5 separate regions of the Sus scrofa genome follow, and regions 1, 2, 4 and 5 are each linked to region 3. The links are chromatin contacts, called in public Hi-C and HiChIP or PLAC-seq maps. All regions are on one chromosome and are shown on one strand. The core of a region is the stretch at or near the end of the contact, and the rest is flanking DNA. Distances in the headings are between cores, read along the strand shown.

Region 1 (2,779 bases), core at 238-2,737, 400 kb after region 3:
ATGTGGAAGTTCCTGAGGCAGGAACGGAAAGTGCACCACAGCAGCAACACGGGCTACAGCAGTGGCACTGCCAGATCCTTAATCTGCTGAGCCACTAGGGAACCCCCGAAGCAGTATGTCTCCAAAGCTAGCACTTAGGTGGACATTCACACACAGGTGTCTTTTCTTTTTTCTTTTCTTCAGGCCACACTTGTGGCATATGGAAGTTCCCAGGCTAGGGGTCGAATCAGAGCTACAGGTGCTGGCCAACGCCACAGCCACAGCAATGCAGGATTTGAGCTGCATCTGCGACCTACACCACAGCTCACAGCAAAGCCAGATCCCCAATCCACTGATCCCCAAGGCCAGGGATTGAACCCGAATCCTCATGGATACTATTTGGATTCGTCTCCACTGCACCATGAAGGGAACTCCCAGGTGTCTTTCTTAATCCTCCCTTATTGGTCTGTTTGGAGTCTTGCCTCCCCATAACAGCTTCCCGCAGAACAGAGGCTGCTCTGCCCCTAAAATGAATGTTGCCTGAAGCTCTTAAGGTGGAGCCACAAAACCAGTGGACACTACTCTACAACGTAAAGCAAAAGTAAGGGAACCCACGTCAGCAGGGTCTGCCACGCTCTCTGCTCTATGTGGTTATTTCACTTACTCACTGATTAGTCCCAGTGAGGAGAGGATTATTATTTCCTCAGAGAGGTCCTCATCATGGTCAAGGCTAAGCTAATAAGGCAGCTGAGCAGTCCCCTCTCTACTCCCCCTGTATCCCCAGAGCTTCCTCCAGTTCCATTCCTATGGGAAGCCTGGCCTGTGCCCTGCAGCTCAGGGCTCTCCCTTCTCTCCTGAAGTCCTACTGGCTTGACCATAATACACTGCCTTGTGCCATTTTTCCTCCAAAAGGTCTCTGGAATCTAGATTGAGTCCACTTCCTCCTTACCACCCACAAGGTCTGTTCCTGCTTCTTAGGAAGGAAAGGAACTAGAGGTAATCATGGATCATTCAAAAGCAAACGTGAACAAGACTGAGGGCACTGAGGCTGGTCTTTTTCAAACGTTCCCAGCTTTAAACTGAACTTTAGGAGAGTCACCCAGGCTTCTGCGCAAGCGCACTGCCCTCCTTTCTTCTTCTTTTTTTTTTTTTTTTTTTTTTTTTTTTTGGAAACACCCAGAGGAGTGTTTGCAATAAGTTTTTGTTGTTGTTATTTTAACATTTTCCAGCTGGCACCTGCTTGCTAACCTGGCACAAGGTACCTGAGATGTTTGTGATCACACCCAAGCTAGCTTGTGCCAAGAAGCACAATCCTGTTCCTCTGCACTGAAACAGAGGAAGATGTGAAATCTACAGAAGAATTTTCGAAAGCTGCAGGTTCACAAAGTGTTACTGGCTTTTTGTAACCAGAGGAAGTCCTTGATGTTGAAACCCCCTTAGGGCATGAGTCATGTTTTAACACCATGGGCACCCACAGTAAGTCAGCACACAGCTGAGGAGCTGGCCTGGCTTGGGCTCATCCAGCTTGAGCTGCCTGCACTTCTGAGGGGGTACCGGGGGAGGTGGTGTAGGCGTGCACTCTGGAGGGTGGATGTCGCTGCTGAGCAGAGGCTCTGTAGGGAACAAAGTGGCTCCTGTCTAAGCCGGGGCTCTCTGGCTGGGAGAGAAGGATGGGTTTGTCTAATTCATCTCCTCTGCCCTCGTGTCACCTCCTGCTCTAGGCCCTCAGAGAAGCTTTGCTCCGCAGGACCCCTCCCCAGGAATCGGAAGCAGGGGTCCCCCCACCCAGATGGGGACACTATCACAGCTACCTGCTCATCTACCTCCTCTAGCCAGAAAGCAAGTGTCTTTGGGAAGCTTCCACATCATCTCTGGGCAGAGGATGCTGCTGCTGAGCAGTGCTGGTGTGGGGAGGAGGGATCAGCCTCTGAGACTCAGGGCTTGTTGGCCGCTCTGGCAGCCACATGCTCTTAGGCAGGCCATCTAATTGTGCTGCTCCAGACAGAACAGAGGGAATACTATTCCCTCCCTTTGCCCTGCCTGGGTTGGGATGAGAACCAACTGGTGTGAGGAGAATGTTGTTGTAAACATTTATGGACGTGCCACATCTACAGGGCACAGCCTTCCAAACCAACACCCATGTGTTCCACTGCTTTGGTGGGACTGACGGATCTGGCCAAATGCAGCCTTGATTTCTCTGTCAAATCTGAATGAGAACTGTGCTGAGTAGAATAGTTTGGCTTGTCCCTTTCATCTCACTTTAAATATATCGTGTCACGCCCTTCTGGCCTGAGGTTTCTGCTGAAATGCCCGCTGATAACCTTATGCAGATTCCTTTTATGTTATTTGTTGCATTTCCCTTTTTGCTTTTACTATTTCCTCTCTCTTTAATTTTTGTCAATTTGATTACTAAGGGTTGGGCATGTTCCTCTTTGGGTTAATCCTGTTTGGGACTCTGTCCTCCCTGGACTTGGCTGACTGTCTCCTTTCCCAGGTTAGAGAAGTTTTCAGCAATATCTGTTCAAATATTTTCTCAGGCCCTTTGTCTCTCTCTTCTTCTCCTGGGACCCCCTATCATGACAATGTTGGTGCTTTGGGCATTGTTCCAGAGGTCTCTTAAACTGCCTTCATTGCTTTTCATTCTTTTTTCTTCATTCTGTTCCATGGCAGTGACTTCTACACTCTGTCTTCCAGCTCACTTTCCATCCTTCTGTTATTGATTCCTTCTCGTTTTGGGCTGCACCTGCAGCATAAGGGGGTTCCCAGGCTGGGTCTAATCAGAGCTACAGCTGCTGGCCTA
Region 2 (2,707 bases), core at 15-2,514, 290 kb after region 3:
AGATATATAGACATAATTTATAAATATGGAAATACCAACAAAAAAAAAGAGAGAGAAAAAGTCAAAAGAATGGAACACAGCTCCTTCTGGGACAGGAGATTAGGAATGTACAAAGAGACACTATTCTTTCAATATAATCTTTCAGTGTCCTCAAAAATTTTTAGGGAATTTCCTGGCAGCTCAGCAGGTCATGTATCCAGCATCATCACTGCTGTGACTGAGGTTGGGTTACTGGCCCAGGAACTTCCACTTGCCATGGGCATGGCCAAAAAAAAAAAAAAAAAAAAAAAAAGAAAATTTTTTTAAACTATGAGGATATTTTACTTAATTTAAAAGCAGTAGTTCCTTCTGTGGCACCACAGTATCAGCCATGTCTCTGGAGCACTGGGATGCAGATTCATCCTTGGCCCAGCACAGTGGATTAAGGATCCAGCACAGGCCCCAAATGAGGCTTGGCTCTGAACCCAGGAACTCCATTTGCAGTGGGCTGCCCAAAATACATACATAAATAAATAAAAATTTTAAAAATAAGATTAGGTATTTAAAGACCAATTAAAAAAAAAAAAAAGACATGCAATCCTATCCTAAAAGCATACAAGGAGTTCCCATTGTGGCTCGGTGGATTAAGAACCTGACATAATGCCCATGAGAGTGAGGGTTCAATCCCTGGCCTCACTCAGTGAGTTAAGGATCTGGTGTTGCCATGAGCTGCAACGTAGGTCACAGGTGCAACTCAGATCCTGCATTGCTGTGGCTGGGGCGCAGGCCTACAGCTGCAGCTCTGATTCAACCCCTAGCCTGGAAACTTCCATATGCCACACAGGTGTGGCCAGAAATAGAAAAAAATTATAATAAAAGCACACAACATATAAACATACAACAATAAGAGTGCTTTAAGTAAGGGACCTAGAAAACAGTACTAGACGATCCACTCTGACTAACAGGAGTACCAGAAGAAATAAAGAGGAAAAAGTCATGATGGCAGAACTCAGGGGAACTGAGCGCATGAGAAGAGGGGGGTGAAGAAGGACCAAGATGCCACATCCCTGGAGACCCTGAGAGGAAGCTGAGGCTACTTGAGTACTGAGTTCTAAGACCATGTTGTGAGTTGACACACTGGCAGGGACGTGCCATGAGGGTCAAAGGGACAGCCAGAAATCAGAGACGGGCTGAGTCATTGAAGCCAGAGCCCATGGAACAGATAAGGCTGGAGAAGAGAGGGTCAGGGGAGAACTTTCGCAAGAGCAAAAAGAGCTGACAGTGTTGGGTTAATGTTAAGTACTCGGGGCGGTGATAACTTAGACAATGAAGAGAGCTGGGTTCGGGAAACCACTGAGATGTCAGGAAGAGGAACTCAGAACTATCCATAAACCAGTCTGTCCTCATCTTATGCAACCTTCCACATGACCCACAGTTCTCCTTCTGGGAACACTTTCCTCCAGGGATTTCCCGGGCATCCTACTGCCCTCAGACTCTTCCTGCTTCACTAATGTTTCTCTTCCTCTACTTGACCTCAGTGATGGAGTGTGGCAGTTCAACCCTCTAAGTGTTCTCATCCATTCCCATGATTTCCAATTTTGTCTACATGCCAATAACACCGACACTTCTCTCTCCAGTCTAAGCATCCCACACTCACTGCAGAACTCACAATGCCCTCCCTCCACCATGTTCCCAACACCCCCCTCTCCCACTATGTTTCTCTTGGTGTTCTTTCAACACACCAAGCTCATTCTTGACTTACTTACTATTTCTACTGCTGGGGCTCCTCTTTGCCCTGCTTCTCTGGCTTTATCATTGAAGCCTCCATTCAACTGTCACGTCCTCAGAGAAGGCTTCTCTGACTCCCAGTATCTCAACAGCTTTCATTTACACCTCTGTCACTGTCAGGTCAGCATGTTTTACTCTCAGTATGCACTGCTATCTGAATCGTCTCGTCTGTTCACTTGCTCAGCTATTCTTGTGTAACCCCTCCCACCACCACCACTTAGCATCTCTAGAAATAGGCTCCATGGCAGCAAGGATGTCACCTGCCTCAGTGACTACTCTATTGCCGATGCCTAGTGGAACATAGCCTGGAACATGCTCAAAAACCACTAGAAGGTTGAATAAATTAACTGATCCAAAAAGAGAAATAAGGAGCAACATGAAGAAAGCTACTTACAAATCAAATCATAGCACCAATTCCTATACCTGGGGTTAGTACATTTCCTTCAAGATGGAATTCATCACTGAGCAGCTGAGGCAGTAAGACTGATGGAGGCATTGTTCAATTTCCTTGCTATCACTTGCGTATTAATTTCTGGTTAGTGTGTCAGAAGAACACAGAAGGTACACACAGTTCACATGCAGGAAGAAACTTTCCTTAAGGAAGGTGACAGGGGACACCTTCAGGGTCCTATTTCTGCCTTATCTTTAACCTTAGTCTTCTGATAAGGAAACCCAAGTTATCGTTCCTCTCTCGTCTAATCAGGTCAGAAAGGGCAAAGCTTATTTCCCTCGAGAAGAGGGTTTATTAACCTTCTAGATCTTAATCACACTAAAAGGTAACTGTCTTTCATTACTGCTTCATCAGAAGCTTGCTACCACCCAGGGAATGATTTTCTCCTCCTCCTCCTCCGCTTTGCTGCTTCTATTTCCTTCTTAAGGAATTAACTGCAACCCTGGGCCAGTTGCAGGTATTGCCTTAGTGCCCTGCATCACGCACTCT
Region 3 (2,700 bases), core at 177-2,676:
TGCTGGGCGACAGCTCATCCTTTGTGCTTTTGGTGGGACTATAAGCTCAAGGAGTCAGGGTGTGTGTGTGTGTGTGTGGTGTGTGTGTGTGTGTGTGTCTCAGTCTCTGAGAAGAAAGGAAGAAAACGTTGGTGGGCACCACTCAAGTTATGACTGATGCAGGTTCCCTGGCGGAACTGTTGGGGGGCAGGGAGAGGTGATAGGACCTCAGAGGAGCAGGCTGGAGCTTTGGCTCTGGGGAACCCAAGCTAGCGAAGCTTCCAGTGCCTCAAGCTTAGAAAGCCCCAAAGTAGCCAGACCTCAAGGAACCAGCAGGGCTAAACAAAAGATATCTTGGCAGTAACCAGTATAAAGATCATCTGAAAATATTTAACTCAACTGATTCAATATGGGAGAGACCTGCTCCATCCCCCTGAAGCCCTGGCCCTCAGACATCTGAGGCTACCAACTCCCAACATTAAGCAGGGCCAGGAATCTCTTGTAACTTCATCAGGCAAACGTGTTCCTCTCAGACTCTCCTGCCATGTTTCTATCAAATAGAAGCCAAGGCAGCTTCCTTCTCTGGGTCTGGAGACCCTGAGGAAGAGGAGAATTGCAATTCATGATGAGTAAAAGGGGGAAGAAAAATGCTTCTCTGAAGTTCAGGGTGTGACTCTGTCTAGAAAAGTTGATAACTCATCCCTGTTGCCTAGCAACCCTACTTCTGGCTCCATATTATAGGATAGCTTCCACATTTGTGTACCCAGAGACTTGCACAAATGTTTAGTGCAGCATTGTTTTAATACACAAAAGAAAATACCCTAAATACCAGAATCTATGGACACCCTTGTAGCCTGCAGTTATTACAAGAGTGCAGGGGCACCCCTCTCCTTTCTATTTAAAACGAGAAATATCCTGCCATCTTGGTCTTAAACAGGAGCATTCCACTTTGCACCCCGGGTCCAGCCTGCCTTCCAAGATCACGCGCGAGCAACTTGAGCAACACTTGTCCACCCACCCCCACTCTCACTCCCCACCCCGCTGGATGTTGCCTCTTGCTCAACTGCACACAAACACCATCGAGCGGGGGAAGCCTCTGAGAACCACTCCTGAAGCCCAGCAACACTCCCAGAGCCCTCCAGAAAAGTTTTTTAAAATGCCATGTAATTGCCAGACTCATGGGGTTTGCATAGCGCCGCTGGGGCACAGATGGTTTGCAGAGGGCTCTGGTGCAAGACAGGGAATCTGAAAAAACAGAAGGAGCACTCCGGAGGGCTTCTCAGCTCTGCAGCCTCTTCTCTGCAAAGAAAAGCAAGTGGCTTTTGGAGCCTAGATTGTGGGTTTCTGGCGTCTGGTGTCTGCCCCAGGTGGGTGAGGTTGGTGCAGAGGCCAGAGCAGGCTTTCTGAAGGGAGGGACTGGTGCCACCCACTAGTGGGTGGAGCTGGGTCTGGGCCCTCTGGTAGGCAGGGCCGTTTCTAGGGGCGTGTCTAGAGGCAGCTGTGGGCTGGGAAAGTCTTTAGGCGGCCAGTCTGTTAGTGGGTGGGACTATGCTTGAGGCTTCCCAACACTGGCACCTATAGGCGGTTGAATGAGATGGTTGGGTGGCGCCAGGCCCTGAGGTCAACTAGCCAAGATGGCAGCTACCAGGCGTGTTCACCTGGTTGAATGCTCCCAAGCATTGCTGCCAGTGTCTATGTCGCCCAGGTAAGCCACAGCTGAACGACTCACCCCTCCTCTCCAGGAGACTCTCCAAGACCAGCAAGTAGGTCTGGCTCAGGCTCCTATCAAATACTGCTTTTGCCCTGGGTCCTGGCGTAGGTGAGAGGTTTTGTATGCAGCTTTTAAGACTGAAGTCTCGGAGTTCAGAGCCCTTGTGGTTCTGCAGGTTAAGGATGTAAGGATGCGGATTTGTTCCGTCCCTGACGTCCCTTGGTGCTTTAAGGATCTCACATTGCCCCAAGCTTCGGCATAGGGCACAGATGTGGCTCAGCTCTGGTGTTGCCGTGGCTGTGGTATGGGACTCAGCTGCAGCTCCGATTCGATCCCTAGCCCAGGAACTTCCATATGCTGAAGGTGTGGCCAAGAAAGAAGGAAGGAGAGAAAGAAAGAGTGAAGTCTCTATTCTGTCCAGTCCTTTAGGGCTCCTGAAATTAAGCCCTGCTGGCTTTCAAAGCTAAATGCTCTGGGGACTCCTCTTCCTGGTTCAGGACGCCCAGGCTAGGGAGCCTTAGTTGGGGCTCAGAACTCTCACTCCTGTGGGAGAACCTCTGCAATATAATTATTTTCCAGTGTGTGGGTTGCCCACGAGTATAGGGTTTGATTATATCTCGAGTCCACCTCTCCTGTCTAGTTGTGCTTCCTTCCTATGTCTTTAGTTGTAAAAGATCATTTCTGATAGGTTTTAGTCTTTTTCATCAGTGCAAATAGTTGTGATTTTAGTGAGCTCCTGAGAGGAAATGAGCTCAGGATTTTTCTACTCTGCCATCTTGGCTAGTCTCCCCTCAACCTCTCAAATCTGACCTACACTTTGGTACCTCAACCTTAGATATGAGTGTCAGACCTCAAAAATAGTCATGGGCCTTGAACCAAACCCTGAACTTGAACATTGGAAGTAAACTTTAGACCTTGCACCTGAATCTTAAACCTGGACTTGAAGCCAGAACTCAGACCTAGACCTTGACCTGATTTTTGGACTGTAATCAGATGTAAACCTGGTCATA
Region 4 (2,723 bases), core at 161-2,660, 300 kb after region 3:
ACTTTTAAGGCCAGTCATCTGTTCTGTTCATGTCAGGGACAAGTAATAGTTCTCCATTTTTTGTTGTTTGGCCACACTCACAGCATGCAGAAGTTCCCCAGCTGGGCCAGGGATTGAACCTGCGCCACAGCAGCGACCTGAACCACAGCAGTGACAGTGCCAGATCCATAATTCATTGCACTACCACGGAACTCTGACAAGTAATAGTTTGATTAACTACTCAAAATTCTTCTTAAATAAGTTGTCCCCTTTTGGAACAATTAAAAAATCTAAGATGTATATATTTGTCTGCGAAGAAGGAAAGTCTTTAACAGGTTTTTCATTCATTCTTCCCCAAAGAGTTCCTTCCAAAATTAGAGCCCGACTCAGAGAAAAGAGAAAAAGAATACAGTATTTGCTCAAAACACAGAGCATGTTTTTCTACCAATATCAGATTATATTACACACACACACAAAGAAAAAAACTGTTATAAATACATCATTTGTTACCTTCATACAAGTCAATAAAATAAGGCCAGCAATAGCGCCTTCAAATAACCAGGTGACAAGAACTCTAAAATACCAAATATAAACCTCCATTCTTCCTGCCAACAATGTTCCTTAAATTAACATAAGGAAAGGAGACATAAAAAGGAAGGGTAGGAATTTACTGCAAATATTTTCTCTTCAAAAAAGCCAACTGCATTGTTCTTGAATGTGGTTCCAATCACTAAACAAATAACATTCCTTTAAAAAAAACAGTTTAATAGTCTAAACAAAATTAATTTAAATTAAAAAAATTTTTCAAATCCAAATTCCATCTCACCCACTTCATAAATACCTTTGCCTAAAGAGCAATCTGTCAACACATGCGGTTTAAATCATTAACTACACAGCACCTAATCATTAGTATAATCAGCATGTAAATTTCTTGAAGGCACTGATTGTGTCCTTTTAAGTGTTTTGTACAACATCCGGTGCAAGGAAGCTTATTAAACATTTATGATGTTTAATAATAAGAAATAAAATGCCCAAACAAAAGTCTTTATTATTCAACTTGGCTGCCGCTTATAATATAAACCACTGATGAGCATGTTTCTCTGAGTGCAATTACAAAAAATCCACAACAAAACAAAGCCCATTCAAATCAGAAAGTCTGCCTCCTCTGTCCAAGAATACTGTTTCATTTTTGTGTCAGAAAGAAACTGGCAGGCTGCCAGCAGATAGCATGCAACATGCAGACTGCAGGGGCATTTAACTTAAGCACTGGTGCACACTTGACAAAGCAAAAAACCTAGGACATTCCAGGCACATTTTTGGAGATATTTTCCTTACCTTTCCCATTTTGCCACGTGGTATACCAAGATAAAGTAAGGAACGAAGTGATAAATGCTAAAACAGTGGCTACAGTTCCATTTCGGAGCCTCATCTCATTTCACCATCACTGGTTCAAATGTTTATGATGATAACCAAGACTGTTTCTTTTTATCTTGAAGTCAACTAAATCCAGCTCTCCTGGCTCTAGACCAATCAAAACCATCAATAGGAGAGCTTCATTTCAGATGCTGGGCAGAATTAAGTCTGGCAGCCACACCATCCACAATTACTAGTCAGGATTGTCGTACAGTCTTCATAGGTGGATGTCTCAGGCTTCTTTCTTCCTATTCAGGGGGAAGAGAGAAAGAAAAACTTGCTTGATGCAAAATATTGGTTTCTTTATTTATGAGTCACTGTAATAAACAGATTTTTGGCTGGGCGAAACGGACTCATTTAATATATGAGAATGATATGGTTGTTTTCCTCCAGAGCAAAAAGCTTCCAACTATACACTCTCCTTGGCTTGGTCTGATCTGTGGAGATAAAGGTCTCGTTATTTATGCAAAGGGGGAAGTGCTGAGGCTCATTAAATAATAAGCCACAGATTCCAAGCTGAGAACTCTATAAAGATCACTCAGTGGATCCCTTGTGACATCATCTTCACTTTCCTCAATCCTTTTACTGCACAATAAGTAAATAGTTAATATTTTCAAATTGTTCAAGAAAACTGACAGACTACAATTTTCAAGGGTCAAAAGCCCTAGATCCTAGACGCAGCTCCATCATTACCTATGTGACTTCGGGCATGTCACTTATCTCAGCCTTGTGGTTTCACCCCCCCCGCCCCCGGAATGACATCATTACCCGTGCTGGCTCCTCTGGTTCTCATAATGAATAAAAAGGTTATGGTTATGGAGTTCCCGTAGTGGAGCAGAGGAAACAAATCCAATTAAGAACCATGACGGTACGGGCCTCGATCCCTGGCCTTGCTCAGTAGGTTAAGGATCCGGCATTGCTGAGCTGGAATGTAGGTCACAGATGAGGCTCAGATCCCGCATTGCTGTGGTTGTGGTGTACACTGGCAGCTGTATCTCCGATTCGACCCCTAGCCTGGGAACCTCCATATGCAGTGGGTGCGGTCCTAAAAAGCAAAAAAAAAAAAGTTACAGTTATGATGCCTATTGGTCATCATCATAAAATAGATGTAGTTTTCCCAATGATTAACCCTACCACCACCACCACCCCGGGTGTAAACTGGGACTATTTAGGCATTTAGAAAATGCAACAATGCAACACTAGAAGCCAGGATATATCACTTAACATTGATTTAACTCAGGAAATCTGGAGATCACCTCCCAGCCAGCAAAGCTGTTCAGAAAACGGAATGAAACCAAGTTCTTAGCAGTACTTAAACACAGTCACCCAGC
Region 5 (2,765 bases), core at 72-2,571, 320 kb after region 3:
CATGGGTGTGGCCCTAAACAACAACAATAACAACAACAAAATGAAATAAAGAAATATTGAGGAGTGGGACTCTGAAATTTCTACTAGGATGTGGCACCATGGGCTTATAATGAAAAAGTATAAGAACTACTCCTAGTTAATGGAAAAATAAATTGGAATTGTACTGGAAAAGTGCCCAAAAGAACTTGCCTCAAATGAGAACTGAGTCTTTATTAGAAAAATCAGATAAGAGTTTTTTTTTTTTTAAGTTGCTTTCAATCATCTAATGGTCCTTATAATTTACTGTTCCAATTGCCCTCCTATAAAGGGGCATTCCATTTTACAGTCAAATATTATTGTAATTGTGAAAGTTCCTCCTCCCCAGCAACCTGAAATAACTGTTCTTCTCAAGTGAAAGCTTCAAACTTGCCATGAATGATGTGCCAATTTCTTCTTCTTCCTAGCACTAAGGGAAAAGTCATCATCTTGGCCTCTGCAGAGAAGAACAAATATTTAGGAAGCTTCTTCCTCATGAACTTCAGCCTTTGCTATAGTTGCCATCTGACAACATATAATATTTATTTCCTGTTCATCAAATGTTTGCTGAGGGCTTATGGTATTCTGGAACACACAATTGAACTCAGGTCTTCAGTTTGTTTTGGGTGAGAGGTAAGGGCGGGAATAGAGCAAGAAATGAGGTTGCCAAGAAGGATTGGGGTTTGGAGTCAGTGTTTTTTGCAGGGGAGGATGTTGGGGGATTTGGTGCTGGCGTAGGAGTTTGGATTTGACTCAGTAGATGATATGAAGTCATTGGAAGTTCTGGAGAGTGACTGGTTAGAGGGTAGGGTCAGGAGGTCCTCCTGGTGGTAGGCAGCACAGTGGGTGGCAGCAGGTTGTGGGTGTGTGGGTGTGTGTATTCCAGGCAAGAGTTAATCCATCCTAATGGAGAGCTGCTATAGGGCCAGCTGAGAAGAGGGCAAAAGTGGCCTTGAGATTGTGAGGCCAGTGATGGGGCCAAAGGCAGCTTTCCAAACCAAGGCAGAGATCACAGGGAAGGAGAAGGTCAGATGGCAGGTGACGTCCACGTTGGCCCTCCTGAGTCAGAGCTGTTAAGAGATGCAGGCGTGTCGCCCTTTGGCAGGAGCCAGGCATGAACATGAGAATTTAACAGAAAGAGTAGGTGATGCCAGCAAGATGGGGACAGATGAGGGCTGAGAAGGAACCATTGGGTTTATCAACGAGTTCACTGGCCACCTTCACAAGGGACATTTCAGAGTAGGTCAGCAAAGGCTCCATGGCCATTTGCCAGGATGAGTGGGTGGCAAGGAAGTGAAGGCAGCTTGGGCTTGCTTTGTAGGAATAGAGTGGAGTCATTTTGCTTTGTTTCTAAGATCAGACACATTTGAAGAGCAAGAGAAAGGGGATCTAATGATAAATGGTCATCGCCCCCATCACAAGCTCCATTCTACTGAGAGTCTCCTTTTGGACTTGACAGCTTAGTATTCTGAGCCATTCCTATGCCTCTGCTATTTTTCTATAATTGCAAATAAGAATGAAATAAGAGTAAATAGAGCTAGCATTCCCAGAACATTCTCACTCTTCCAAGCATCACATGAAGAAATGTACACATATTAATTAATTTAATCTTCACAATGACACTAAAAGTTTGGGACTCTCATTTTGCCTGTTTACACAGCAGGAAACCAAGGCAAGAGACATTCAATAACTTGCCTAAATTCCCAAAACTAGAAAGTGGCTAGGCTAGAACATGGCCCAGGAGACCTGCAGGTGTCTGTACCCTTGACCGTGATGCTGACCTCCCCCAACCACGGCAATGGTCTTACAGAGTCTTAGGGATTTTGCAGAAACCAAATATAATTGTAGAAAGCTTTCAAACATTCCTTTTATGTTTAGACTGGCTCATGTTAGAGTGACATGGGCTAAGTTCAACATCACTTGCTCCAGGGCAAAGAGTTATGGAGGTGAGCTGGGAAATCTGCCAACATCACAAGCCCAGAAGTGGGGACCCCTGAAGCTAGGAGGAATCCTAAAGCCCCTCTGGCCAGGTACTTCCTTGCACATAAAAGAATGATCATTCAGAGCAGTAGAGCATCTTGGCCAAGATCATATACCTGGCGAAGGGCCACCTAAGACTGAAACTCAATATTCTGAGTCTTTCCACTGCACCCAAGGGGGCTAGAGTGAGGGGGACAGAGGAGGGGTGTATCCTGAGAGAGGAGGAAGCAGCGGGGCAAGGCTGTACACAGGAACCCAGCTCAAGGTGAGGGTGAGTGGTGCTGACCTGTCCACAGGCTGCAGCCCGCTTCCGGCCTTTTCCTGGGTCTGCATATTCCTTCCAGTCATTGGGCCTGACTCATTCTCTTTCTTTTTCCCCTACCCCCGCCCCCTACCTCCAGGTCACACACTCTCTGCGCCCAGACCAAAGCATAAGTGAGGCCTGGTACATGAATGCTTAAAGGATGTTTTATTACTTATTTTTATTTTTTAATTTATTTGAGTATAGTTGGTTTACAATGTTGTGCCACTAAAGAATGTTTTTAAAATAATTGATGAAAAGATACATGTGCCCCAATGTTCATAGCAGCACAATTTACAATATCCAAGATGTGGAGATCACCTAAATGTCCATCAACAGATGAATGGAAAAAGAAGATATGGTACATTTACACGATGCAATACTACTCAGCCATAAAAATAGAATGAAATAATGCCATTTGCAGCAATATACATGGATCTAGAGATTATCACACTAAGTGAAGTCAGAG

What was found. A called contact is a pair of places that touch in the nucleus more often than the background predicts. HiChIP or PLAC-seq counts read pairs in DNA pulled down with a chosen protein or histone mark.
Region 1: a contact with region 3 is called in an H3K27ac HiChIP or PLAC-seq map of alveolar macrophages. The contact joins two enhancer-like sites. A contact is called at or near these places in 8 of 47 Hi-C or Micro-C datasets (embryonic fibroblasts, heart right ventricle, mesenchymal stem cells and 3 more) and 1 of 2 datasets of contacts at active chromatin or transcription factors (alveolar macrophages).
Region 2: a contact with region 3 is called in a Hi-C map of liver, with 5 times the contacts expected there. The contact joins two enhancer-like sites. A contact is called at or near these places in 1 of 47 Hi-C or Micro-C datasets (liver) and 1 of 2 datasets of contacts at active chromatin or transcription factors (alveolar macrophages).
Region 4: a contact with region 3 is called in a Hi-C map of liver, with 4 times the contacts expected there. The contact joins the promoter of MGAT4A here to the enhancer-like site in region 3. A contact is called at or near these places in 1 of 5 promoter capture datasets (liver), 15 of 47 Hi-C or Micro-C datasets (embryonic fibroblasts, fetal heart ventricle, fetal skeletal muscle and 7 more) and 2 of 2 datasets of contacts at active chromatin or transcription factors (alveolar macrophages and skeletal muscle).
Region 5: a contact with region 3 is called in an H3K27ac HiChIP or PLAC-seq map of alveolar macrophages. The contact joins two enhancer-like sites. A contact is called at or near these places in 1 of 5 promoter capture datasets (liver), 14 of 47 Hi-C or Micro-C datasets (alveolar macrophages, embryonic fibroblasts, fetal heart ventricle and 8 more) and 1 of 2 datasets of contacts at active chromatin or transcription factors (alveolar macrophages).

What each region holds. Positions count from the first base shown.
Region 1 is chr3:55,466,174-55,468,952 of Sscrofa11.1, reverse strand. All of the region lies in intron 8 of KIAA1211L, which reads right to left. Among named protein-coding and RNA genes, the nearest start is that of MGAT4A, 97 kb to the left of the region's middle. Within about 2 kb of position 1,487, at least 21 of the 83 cell types and tissues checked have an H3K27ac peak or open chromatin away from gene starts, as enhancers often do. A contact at or near this core is called in alveolar macrophages, where this site is marked.
Region 2 is chr3:55,582,993-55,585,699 of Sscrofa11.1, reverse strand. The region is part of intron 1 of MGAT4A (mannosyl (alpha-1,3-)-glycoprotein beta-1,4-N-acetylglucosaminyltransferase, isozyme A); the gene reads right to left. Among named protein-coding and RNA genes, the nearest start is that of MGAT4A, 19 kb to the right of the region's middle. Within about 2 kb of position 1,264, at least 13 of the 83 cell types and tissues checked have an H3K27ac peak or open chromatin away from gene starts, as enhancers often do. A contact at or near this core is called in alveolar macrophages and liver, where this site is marked.
Region 3 is chr3:55,868,232-55,870,931 of Sscrofa11.1, reverse strand. No RefSeq gene overlaps it. Among named protein-coding and RNA genes, the nearest start is that of CNGA3, 67 kb to the left of the region's middle. Within about 2 kb of position 1,426, at least 7 of the 83 cell types and tissues checked have an H3K27ac peak or open chromatin away from gene starts, as enhancers often do. A contact at or near this core is called in alveolar macrophages and liver, where this site is marked.
Region 4 is chr3:55,563,620-55,566,342 of Sscrofa11.1, reverse strand. MGAT4A (mannosyl (alpha-1,3-)-glycoprotein beta-1,4-N-acetylglucosaminyltransferase, isozyme A) reads right to left here and starts at 1,410. Exons shown (of 15, transcript NM_001315622.1): 1 at 1,315-1,410. The coding sequence starts at 1,408.
Region 5 is chr3:55,547,262-55,550,026 of Sscrofa11.1, reverse strand. All of the region lies in intron 2 of LOC110259978 (a long non-coding RNA gene), which reads right to left. Among named protein-coding and RNA genes, the nearest start is that of MGAT4A, 16 kb to the left of the region's middle. Within about 2 kb of position 1,321, at least 2 of the 83 cell types and tissues checked have an H3K27ac peak or open chromatin away from gene starts, as enhancers often do. A contact at or near this core is called in alveolar macrophages, where this site is marked.